3 separate regions of the Gossypium hirsutum genome follow, and regions 2 and 3 are each linked to region 1. Evidence: chromatin contacts called from public Hi-C data. All regions are on one chromosome and are shown on one strand. The core of a region is the stretch at or near the end of the contact, and the rest is flanking DNA. Distances in the headings are between cores, read along the strand shown. Region 1 holds the start of LOC107962919 (aspartate aminotransferase, chloroplastic). Region 2 holds the start of LOC121230631 (neurochondrin). Region 3 holds the start of LOC107962913 (homeobox protein knotted-1-like 3).

Region 1 (3,763 bases), core at 366-2,865:
GTTTACCGAAATCTTTATTATAATTAATGTAATTATAATTTTCGGTTAAAACATTATTATATTTATTTATTTTAATTATGATTATTATGTTTGGATTAAAATTTAATTCGATATATACATACCAATTATAAAAGGGAGTTATATTTAGAAAGGGAGAAAAGCCCTAAAAAGTGAATATATATATAAAAACCCGAAGCTTTGCTATTAGGTCTAGCAGCCGTCAAGCAAAATATCTTTGAAAATATTTTTTGGGGATTTCTTCCATTCTTTGTCAACTGGGTGGATTGCGTAGAGGTCTGGATCATAAGGATTGTGGCTTGGATTCGAAATCAAAATAGTATTCTCGTTGCCGAGGCTTCACTGTCTACTCAGATCGAAATTTTGCTAATTTCGAAACTTTTTCACCCTGATTCGTTCCTCGCACATGGATCCATGGTTTGGATCGTCGGAATGTATATATATATATATATATTTTTTCCGCTGTGCCATGGGGGTACTGGCATTCCAACAAATTTTCCCTTGCTCGAAATGTGACCTTGAGAAGAGCCTCCACCCGATTAATGTGTATGCCGATTTAGGTTGAGGATAACTGGCCCTCTCGTCGTGGATCGTTGCGGCTGAAATGTTGCCTCATAATCATCATTCTCCTCCAAGGAGTCTTGCTCTATAGCCTCTTCCTCCCTTTCGTCTTTTTCATCATCCCCACTCTCGTCTTCTTCTTCTTCACTTCCTTGCTCCTCGAATTAGTGATGAAATTACATTGGCCCGTATTTATTTGGAGGCAAATCTGGTATTCGCATACCATTTTCCCTTGCGAATTCTTGTGCCACCAAGTCCAGCTCTTGCATCCATCGTATCATCCACTCTAGGTCTGAAATGTTGCTTTCCTATAACTCTCTCCGGGATGTTGATGTTGTTTTCCATTTTAGTGAAGCTCGGACGTCTATATTTTCTTTTTGGTGTTAGTTCCAATCCTAAATTTGCTTTCCTTGAAGCTCTGTATACTGCGTGTATAGTGGATCTTTAATGCCTAACCAGTATTTCTTTCAAGTATTTAGTGTATTTTGGAATTTTCTCTATTAATTCAATAATAAATAAATTAACATTAAACGATTTAAATAAGTTTAGAAAACTTACAAATTATGCTTTATCTCGTCTCTGTTTATCTTTTAACCGTGCGAGAAATGGTATCTTTGTGACGACGGGTTTTGTGTTCTGCTTATCCTCCGGCTTAGCTACTGGCTCGACTACCGTTTCTAGCTCTTGTTCAATATCATCTTGTTGAGGGGTCTCCTCTTGAAGATCATTGGCACCCTCTTCGTCCTCCTTGAAGTTAGATTCTATCAAAATTAGATTCCAAATTATACGTGATAGAATCTTACAGTGTCACGTCATTTTTTTTGTGAATTATATGCGACTAGCACGACTCGAACTCAGGTTACAACTGGTTCAGTGAACATCTTAACTATCAAACCAACACACGAGATTGTAAAATATCACGTCATTAAACTTTCACATTTATCAAGTTCGGATACATAAATGGACATAATTCTCAAATTTAAGTAATGAAGTGGAAAAAATATATATATAAATACCAAAACACGTAAAATTACCAATTCCAAAGGCTAATACTTTAGCCGTTGTTATGGACACTCATCAGCGCAACATCGGACAAAATCGTGAATCATGAACCGTCGAGATCTTAATCAACGTCAACTAATGGTAAAGCCGCTTATGAGCTGAAAAGTGGCAAACGACTATACCCCTAAAGACGATTTCATCACAGCGCGCACACCGAGTCTCTACCAGCTCGATCCCAACGGCAGAGCATTTCACAGTGTTTTAGCTGGAAAAATCAAAAACCCATTTTGAACGCCAACACCACCACCAAGGTTTTCGCTTTGATCCCATCGCCCCCTTTTGCCTCTACTAAACCCCTTATCTCTAATCCTTGCTATTACCAATTTGTTGATTTCATTATGGCTTCCACACTGCTCTCTTTGGCTTCTGCCACTCCCTCTGCTTCACTTTCTTTTCATGAAATTAACAAGGTATTTCTAATCCCTTTCTTTCAATTTCATTTTTTGTTTCTGTTTTAGATACTGATTGATTACTGAGAAAATGGAAATATATGTTTCCCACAGGGAAAATTGAATCGTGGATGCATGAACAAGGAAAAAACCAATCCTTTCATCAAAGCAAAGGTACATTTTTTTACCCCTTTTCCATTTCCATTTAAAGATCAACTCTTTATGTCCAGTGTGGTTATGTAATTGTAATTGTAATTGTAATTATGATTAAGGGGTTATGCTCCAGGTTACTGTACTTTGTGCTCTTTTGAAATTTAGTCCCTTTACTTTTATTTCAATTCAGATTTAAAATTGTAAGTTCATTTGTTGAAACAATTAAAAATTTTCCATTAAATTCAAGTTGATCACAATGTCAAGTTAGTGTTTTTTTTTTTTAATTTCAAAATGTCACTCTTGCAAATTTAACTGAAAACTGAAGTTGGACTTAAATTTTGAAACCTGAAAAGTCGAGGGACTAAATTCCAAATGTACAAAGCATACAGGGACTTGGAGCATAATTCAATTTTTTTTGGCTTCTATGTTTGAATTGTTTTGTTGTTTGCAGTCTTTTGGTCGAGTCTCTATGGTTGTGGCTTCCAATGTGTCTCGTTTCGAGGGTATAACAATGGCTCCCCCTGATCCAATTCTTGGGGTGTCTGAAGCTTTCAAAGCAGACAACCATGAGTTGAAACTCAACCTTGGTGTTGGAGCCTATAGAACTGAAGAGCTACAGCCTTATGTGCTTGATGTGGTTAAAAAGGTAAGTATTTTTTTTCCTAAACTAGTTTATTCATATGAATGATGGCCTGCTCTAGATTCTTCATTGCCATTAGCTTATAATTTTGCTTCGTTTCTTGCTGCAACAACCGAGTATTTGTTTCTTTGACAATTAAGTTGAATTGGCCTGATCTAGGTTCTCCATTGACATAGCTTATCATTTGTTTTATTTTTTGCTCCAAAGACTGATGATTTGTTTCTTTGGGATTTGAACTGAGTTGAAAATATGTTTGTTTCGGTAACTCTCAATTTTCTAGGCGGATAAGCTTCTACTCGAGAAAGGGGAAAACCGAGAGGTAACTTGATTTACTCATTTGAATAGAAAACCTGATGTGACTCTTCTCTTGAGCATACTCTATGGTTTTTCACACGCAGTATCTCCCAATTGAAGGCTTGGCTGCTTTCAATAAAGTGACTGCGGAATTGTTATTTGGAGTTGACAATCCAGTTATAAGGCAACAAAGGGTACGTTAGAGTTCTGGCCATCCCCTAATACCCAAAAAGAACAATCTATTTTAGCTCTCTATGATGAAGTATTATATTTTTTTTCCCAGGTTGCAACAGTTCAAGGGCTTTCGGGAACTGGTTCACTTCGGCTGGCTGCAGCTCTCATAGAACGATATTTTCCCGGGGCAAAAGTTCTAATATCATCTCCTACATGGGGTGAGTATTTTCTCTTCCTTAAATTTAGTTGTCAAATTTGTTCAATGTTATGTATTTTTCATAGTTGGATTGTCTTGCAGGTAACCACAAGAACATTTTCAACGATGCTAGGGTTCCATGGTCAGAATACCGATATTACGACCCAAAAACAGTTGGTTTGGATTTTGAGGGGATGATAGCGGACATCAAGGTCATACTCTGGCTAAAAGTGCTCACTAGAGTACATATCAATGTACAATAAGTCAATTCCTTCT
Region 2 (3,763 bases), core at 618-3,117, 420 kb after region 1:
CAGAAAATGATTAATTTTTTTTTAAGTCTTCTCATATTTTTAGAAATTTTAGTATTTCCCTAGTATTTATACAGGTGGCGCCATTCTACATGGCTTCAACAAAAAAATAATTTTTTTTATACTCCCTGCTGATGTGGCATGTTGGTGGCACCAAATCATTTGGCTCCACCTACTTTTACCATAAATTTCAATCATTCTTGTACTTAATTAAAAAAGTGGTTCATTTTGATAATTAATTAAATTATTTTTATAAAAAAGCCTAAAACTTTTGATATTCGAAAATCATTTTAAATTTCAATTAAATTTGGTATGGACTTTAACATTATTTTTTCCCGTCTAATAATATATGAACTGGAGACCTTGCTAGAAGGAAATCGAATATCCAATGTAACCACTCACCAACTGTTGTTGCAAATCATTGGTTTTGTGTATTATATGGTTTGTTTGTTTGCATCAACTGAATAATTCATTTAATATTAAATTTATCATTTACATGTTCTATTATACAAAAATATTTAGGAGAAAATGTTGATTGAATTTTAATTTAATTAGTATTATTGTTGTTGTAATAAGATAGACATTGTAAGTTAGAGAGATTTATGAATAATTTAGAAATTAATATATAGATCCAGGGAAAAAAATTCTAATTTTTTTTCTCCTTTTCCTTAAAGTTGTTTATTTCTTCTTTTTTTGTTTTGCCTAGCAACAATGTCAACTTTCGGGCTAGTTAGCACACGTCTTTTTCTCCCTCCCACAAATCTTTTTTTTTTCTCATTCACTTGGTATGTTTTCTCTCTTTTTAGTTTGCATATATATTTTGCGAGTATCTTTGCCATCTTTACAAATAGTGATGGATAGATGATGGTGTTTATTGTTACTAAAACTCCACTGTCCATTAGCAATTTCTCTGCCACCGACTTCTTAGTCTGTTTCTTTTTTTAGAGTATTTCAGAATAATCTACACCGTCTTTAAGTTTTATATATTTTTTATTTGTTTTATATTGTTTAATAAATTTTCATTTTTTGAAGTTTTTGTCGATTGTTATAGCACGTTTTTTGGTGTTGCTTGTGTATAAAGTCTTATTTATGAATTTAGTCTTACTTTTGCAAGTGATTTTAAAGATGATTTTACACATTTTTCAAAAAAATATATACTTATCGCTTTAGACTATTCGAGGCTAAGTTTCTTATTGTATTAAATAATTGCAATTACTTTAGATATATTGAACTTAAGTTGTTACAAAGTGAATTGTCAATGTACTATAATGTTTTATTGATGCTGAAATATTTGTTGGGTTGATGGAGCTCGTACTTTACTGCCTATGATGAATGTTTTTTTTTTCAAATTGTATGATCCCATTTATAGAATAAATTAATGAATTTTTTTAAAATATATGTGTATATATATATAAAATATTTGGAGAATATTCATTTCGTGAATGGAACTAATGAGCTCAGCCATGTGTTTAATGTATTATTGCAGAACATTGTAAGTAGGAAGTAATCAACGGGTTAAGACCCCGGTGATGATTTTGGATTTTTATCCCAAATTAGCTAGGTTGACTCAGTAGACATGGTCCTAATATCCCAATTGTAAAGAACAAAATGATTTTTAGCTTGCTTTGAATTTCATCTAATTTTTCTGTTTCCTGCTTCATTTCCGTTTTCAACTTAATTTTATTTCTACTCAATTCAAAAATTTTAATTGAAAATTTATCCGTCTTGATCTCAAAATTATTTGAATAATTTCATATTAAAATTGAAATTAGGGTGAGTTGGAATCCAAGCTGATTGTTTCCTCAGAACAAATTAAATTAAATCCTGTAAATTCCAATAATCGGATTTTCTTTTCTGGTCCATTAATTAGGCCCAATTGAGTATGTAAGGTCGAAAAACCTTGCCATGGCGCCATACTAGACGCCTCTGGACACTCCCTCAAACATATTTCCACTAGGGTCAAATCAATAGGAACCAAAACCCACCCAAAATCTCTGCACTGCCATCCTTCCTTAGCTTCCATGGTAAACCTTCTCATTCCCTCTTCCTTTCTTTCTTACACTAATTCCTTCAGCTCTCTCCATTCTATCTGCCATATGTATAATGTTTGTTCTTTCTTTTTTTGATAGGAGGAGCCACAATTGCTGCAGCAGCAGGAAGAAGAACAATCACAATCAGTATCTCTTCAAGATTGCTTGAAGTTACTAAAAGGCGAGCAAGACGAGCAACGCCTCGCTGGCTTGCTTCTCGTCACCAAATCCTGCAAAAGCGACGATCTCGTTTCCCTTAGGGCTATCTACGACGCCGTTGGACCTCACTTCTTGGACCGTCTCTTAAGGACCGGTATTAATTCATACTCTTTTTTTTAAAAAAAATATGATTTTGCAATTCTTTTTTTTATGCTTAAATATAGTTTTGTTTTTTGGTTTAAAAAAAGGGTTGGGTAAAGGTGTAGTGAGCAGTGGTAGTGGTGAAAACCGGGATGCGTATTTGCAGCTGTCAGTGTCGGTTCTGTCTGCGTTTTGTCGAGTTTCTGAGATTGCTTCTTCGAAAGAAATGGTTTCCAAGGTTCCAATGATTTTTGAAGTAATGTCAATGAAGTAAGCTTTTTATCCATACTCCTCTTTGTTTCAAATTCATGAATTTAGAAATGTGCAGTGCATGATATGAAATTTTAGCTTTTTAACCATGTTACTCGGATTCGGATGTAAGCGGTATGTCTTCAACACAAGTATAGATAGATTTCTCAAAGTTTTTCAATTTATTTGGTGGATCTTTGGAGGTTATATCTTTGTTTGTGTATGTCACACACTAGTATCTGATGCATAGCTTTTTAATGTTTTACAACAAAACTTATGGTCCATTGCTGTGTTGTTAGTCTCTGTAACTAAGGTTTTTTTTTTTTTTTTGAAAGCAGATCAGGCATGCCTGTGCTTGAAGAATGCTATGAATTTTTATACTTGGTGTCAACTGCTTCTGAGGATGGACTTACAGCAGTGTATGAATCCGGAGGGATTAAATTACTTGCTCATCAAATGTCCGCTCTGCCAGATGTTAGCTTATCTTACACTGTAACAAATTTCTAGAATTTGGCACTTCCGGGGCCTTATATTATACAGTCTTCATTATAGTTATAGCTGGTAGCTTTCAGTCTGGAGAGAATTTGTTGTTTTCTATTCTGTATTTGTGCCTAACTTTTTAGGGACCTAACTTATTTAGTTACATGGTGTTATGGATTTGCAATTTGAATTCTACTGTCTATGCAGAGAAGTGATTATATGTGAACTTGCTGCAGGGTCTCGTTTGATGGAACTTGCCACGAAGCTTGTCCAATTGATGCTAAAGAAGCTGTCACAAGGCATCGTTGAGAACGACCATCTCTCGGAGCTGTCAGTCATTGTGAGTCTAGATTTTTTCTAGCCATTAAGCTTTTGTTTTCAATGTTTAGTTCACAATGGTTAAATTTTGATCATTTAAACCATTTCTCTTGCAATTTAGGTGACCAAAATAGCAAGACAGTTTGCTCTCCTACAAAATGCCTTGAAGTTTGAAGCACTTCACTTATTGTCTGCCATCTTCTCTTCAGAATACTCGGTACGCCTCCCCCCCACTGTTTTCTTTCTGGGAAGTTATGCTTTGGATCTCCAATTGCTAGGAATCATCTTACATTTGACTGGTAATATTTTCACTTGATATGTTTAGACACTCCTTCACGATGCTCTCCGTGTTATTCAAAACGAAAACTGGTCAAACCATATGCGTGACG
Region 3 (3,763 bases), core at 860-3,359, 400 kb after region 1:
GAAAAAAGCTACATAACAATTTTTTAAGGTTGATTATGGAAAAAAAAGTATACTGTGGTGGAGTTTTTACACTCCAAGAAGTGTCAAGATGCTAGGAAATGTCTTACAATAGTATGGTATAATTTTTAAAAATAACTATTTTAAAAAAAAGAAACACATGTCAATTTTTTAGAGCTACTTGTGGAATAAAAAAATACATTGCTGGTGTATCAAATACTAATCCACATATAAATGGCACATGAGAGTTTTTTAATCTCGTTTCTAAAACTAAAAAAACTCCACAACCTATGTATCAAACAATATATTTTAAAAACTATTCCAAATTTAATTTTTAGTTCCTCTACAATGCTAAAATTTAGAATTTTTGTATTTCTACTTTTATTCAATATAACTTGTATTTAATTATATTTATAATATTTAGGTAGTTCATATTGTTAACATTATCAATATTTTGTTGTACTGCTTATGTATAATGCTTAAAGGTATTTTTTAACGGTTAAAAATATGTTATTAGTCCTTGTAGTTCTACAAAATTTGTGATTTTTCCCCTATACTTTTATAGTTAAAATTCAATCCTCCTACTTGTACAATTTGAGAATCCTAGTTCAATTATTATTATTGTTGATAGTTTCTGTCAAAATTTGTTAATATGTTTATTTTTCGTCAATCATATATCACAACTTATTAGGGCAACGTAACTACTATGTCAAATTGACAAATTTTAACAAAGAATACTAACAAAATTAATGTTGGACTAACATATTTAAATTAGAAGAGTCAAACTTAATAACTTTTTAAATATAGGAATTAAATTTCAAATTTTATCAAAATATAGGAACTAATAACATATCTAAACGTATTTAAAAAAATTAAAGTGAATAAACACAATCCAATAAAATTTACATAATAACAAAATGATTAAGGGTCTAATAATTTAAACAAGTATTGTCAATTTGAATTACATTTTAAAAGTAGGAGGATCAAAACATCTAATTTGAATTATAGAAATTAAATTTTAAAATTTAAAATTTAATAAAAATATCAAAATCATGGTTTAATCTACCAGTTGAGCCTATGGTATAGTGACAAATGATTTGTTTTGAAATCAAACCTTAATTATCACCAAATCATAGACACCCCTTCCCCTTCAATTATTAAAAAAAAAACATTCAAAGTTACCTAAATGCTATAACTACTATGACATTTTTCTATGTGTTGGAGATTATAAAACATTTCCTAATAAAAGAAGAAATATTGGCTTTCCAATTATTGATCTCCAACCAATCTTTTATAAAAGGATAAAGTAACAAAATTTGATAACCTTTTTTTCTATATTCATCTTTAAATTTGGATTTTGCAAACTATAAAATTGAATGGCTTCATCACTAAATTTTTAAGTTGGTATTTTTTAGATTTTATATATTTTATTTAAAATTTCAATTGATGACATAGGACAATCTCAGAGTATCATATCGTCGTACTCTTAACTAAATTCAAGTTCATGGAACAAATTGAGAAAAGTTGTCTTCATGAAACAAATTGAGAAAAGTTGTCTAACTTTGAGACTAATGTAGTGCAAAATAAATTTTAAAACTAAGATGAAAAAAGATTACAAAATTTAGAGACTAAACATTACTTTATCCATTTTTTATAGTTATTTTGAATTATCCGTACATATATCCACTAACTTTAGAGACTAATTGTTGAACTTTTGGTTCAAAGTATTGTATATTGTGAATTTAATTTTTGTATTTTAATTTGATAAAATTTAGTTTTTTGTAGGTTTTGAATTTATCAATTTTAGTCTTTATGTTTTTCGAAATTTAAAATTTTAATCTTAGTCCAAACGATAATAGTTAAATTTTAATGGTTAATTTCTGCCTTAGTTTTGTGCAATGCGTAAGGTCGTAGATTTAATCTATGTTTTTTAATTGAATTGATTTTAATCATCATATTTTTCAAACTTTAAAATTTTCATTTTGACCCTTAAATTTATTAACTCATATATCTATCAGTAATATATGCAGAAAATAGAAAAATTTAATAAATTTAATTTGAAAATTACAAAGGTATGAAATTAAAGTAGAAGCTACACATATAACAAAATCTAACCTCAATATTACAACAACAGCAAAGAGTTTAATATTTAAATTAATGGGAACCCAACCTTAAAATTGTCACAAATCAACACAGGGACACTTTAGTTTTGGCCTTTAATGCATACAAAAAGTCTTGGTCCCTCTCACCTCCTTCCACCATTTTTCATAATATGAAATAAATAATAATAAATAAATAAATAAATAAAATAAGGAAAAAATGAAAAGAGTGGCCTTTCAGCTTTCACACCATTTTCATTATATAAGCAAGATTTCTTGACCTGAAAACAGCTTCTCCTTCCAAACTATACTTTTCCCATTCTCTCAAAACTCTCCCATCAAACACGTTTCTTACAGTAACTCAGTACTTGTAATAATTTCTTACCTTTTTCACTTATGCTTCAATAATACAAATTTCTCTATAAATACAACCATGAATTCATAATCATCCAGGCGCAGTCGATTTGGCTACATTCATGTCGTTTCACCACAACCACCTTTCCTCCCAAGACCTACCTCTCCATCCTCACTTCGCCGACCACCACCACCACCAACGACAACCGGCGCAATTTACGGAAACCGGCGGTCCCAATTGGTTAAACGCCGCCCTCCTCCGTTCGGAGCAGACTCAGCCACCACCGCAGCCTCACGGTGATCATTTTTCTGATCACCCGAGCTTCCTCAACCTTCATATTGCAGAAACTGTTTCAGACTCCAACGCCGCGGGTCACCAAGCTCCGAACCGGTGGCTATCGTGCTCGTCGTCTTCGCTTCTTCAACGCAACCACAGCGATGTCATCGAAGACGTGGCGGCCACCGCAGCAGCAGCAGCAGCAGGAGGTGGTGGGGACTCCATGGTCGCCGTGGAATCTGGGGAATTGAAGAACAGCAACAGCGAGACCATGAACAAGAGCGAAGGCGTCGTGGTGCAAAGCGGAGGAGATGCGGCGGTGAATTGGCAAAATGCGAGGTGCAAGGCGGAGATATTAGCCCACCCTTTGTATGAGCAGCTACTGTCGGCCCACGTGTCGTGTCTTAGGATCGCCACGCCGGTGGACCAGCTCCCGAGGATCGACTCTCAGCTGGCTCAGTTGCAGCACGCGGTGGCCAAGTACTCCGCTCTTGGCGGCGCAGCCCAGGGCTTGGTTGCGGACGACAAAGAACTCGATCAGTTCATGGTAAGCTACTACTACACAAATTGCTAATTTATTCCCAGTGGCAAATGAAAAAAGAATTTAATTGCCTTTCTGGGTTTTAAAAGTTATGATTTTTTTATTGCTCTTTTGGAAAACATTTGTTATTAATCACCCACTAGAATCAGGTTTTTTTTTTTTTAAATTGATGAGAATTTTTAAGAGAAGATTTATTTTATCCTCTAATTTTATAAAATAAATTATTTTAGTTTTTTTTCTCTCTTCTAATTCTTGAAATTACATTGCAATTAATTAATTTTTTAAATTTTAAAAATATATTTTATCATTATATTAAATTTTTAAAATTTTATATGGAATTAAATGGCGATATTTTAGACTTTTAATTTTTCTATTTATTTATTTTAGAATGATTTGATAAGTAATATAAATTTAAAATTTAAAATAAATAAAAGAATAAAATAAATTTATTATAAAATTATAAAATTAAATAAATCATTATACCTTTTTAAAATT

Evidence for each region. Hi-C and Micro-C count contacts between places; a contact is called where the count stands out from the background.
Region 2: a contact with region 1 is called in a Hi-C map of leaf, with 6 times the contacts expected there. The contact joins the promoter of LOC121230631 here to the promoter of LOC107962919 in region 1. A contact is called at or near these places in 5 of 34 Hi-C or Micro-C datasets (hypocotyl and leaf).
Region 3: a contact with region 1 is called in a Hi-C map of leaf, with 2.5 times the contacts expected there. The contact joins the promoter of LOC107962913 here to the promoter of LOC107962919 in region 1. A contact is called at or near these places in 2 of 34 Hi-C or Micro-C datasets (hypocotyl and leaf).

Annotation. Positions count from the first base shown.
Region 1 is chrA06:39,421,221-39,424,983 of Gossypium_hirsutum_v2.1, reverse strand. LOC107962919 (aspartate aminotransferase, chloroplastic) reads left to right here and starts at 1,615. Exons shown (of 11, transcript XM_016899484.2): 1 at 1,615-2,051; 2 at 2,145-2,204; 3 at 2,635-2,829; 4 at 3,104-3,142; 5 at 3,222-3,311; 6 at 3,401-3,509; 7 at 3,590-3,699. The coding sequence starts at 1,980.
Region 2 is chrA06:39,002,324-39,006,086 of Gossypium_hirsutum_v2.1, reverse strand. LOC121230631 (neurochondrin) reads left to right here and starts at 1,867. Exons shown (of 18, transcript XM_041115680.1): 1 at 1,867-2,021; 2 at 2,127-2,340; 3 at 2,435-2,597; 4 at 2,915-3,051; 5 at 3,293-3,396; 6 at 3,496-3,591; 7 at 3,700-3,763. The coding sequence starts at 2,019.
Region 3 is chrA06:39,022,727-39,026,489 of Gossypium_hirsutum_v2.1, reverse strand. It overlaps LOC107962913 (homeobox protein knotted-1-like 3), which reads left to right and starts at 2,109. Exons shown (of 5, transcript XM_016899478.2): 1 at 2,109-3,274. The coding sequence starts at 2,573.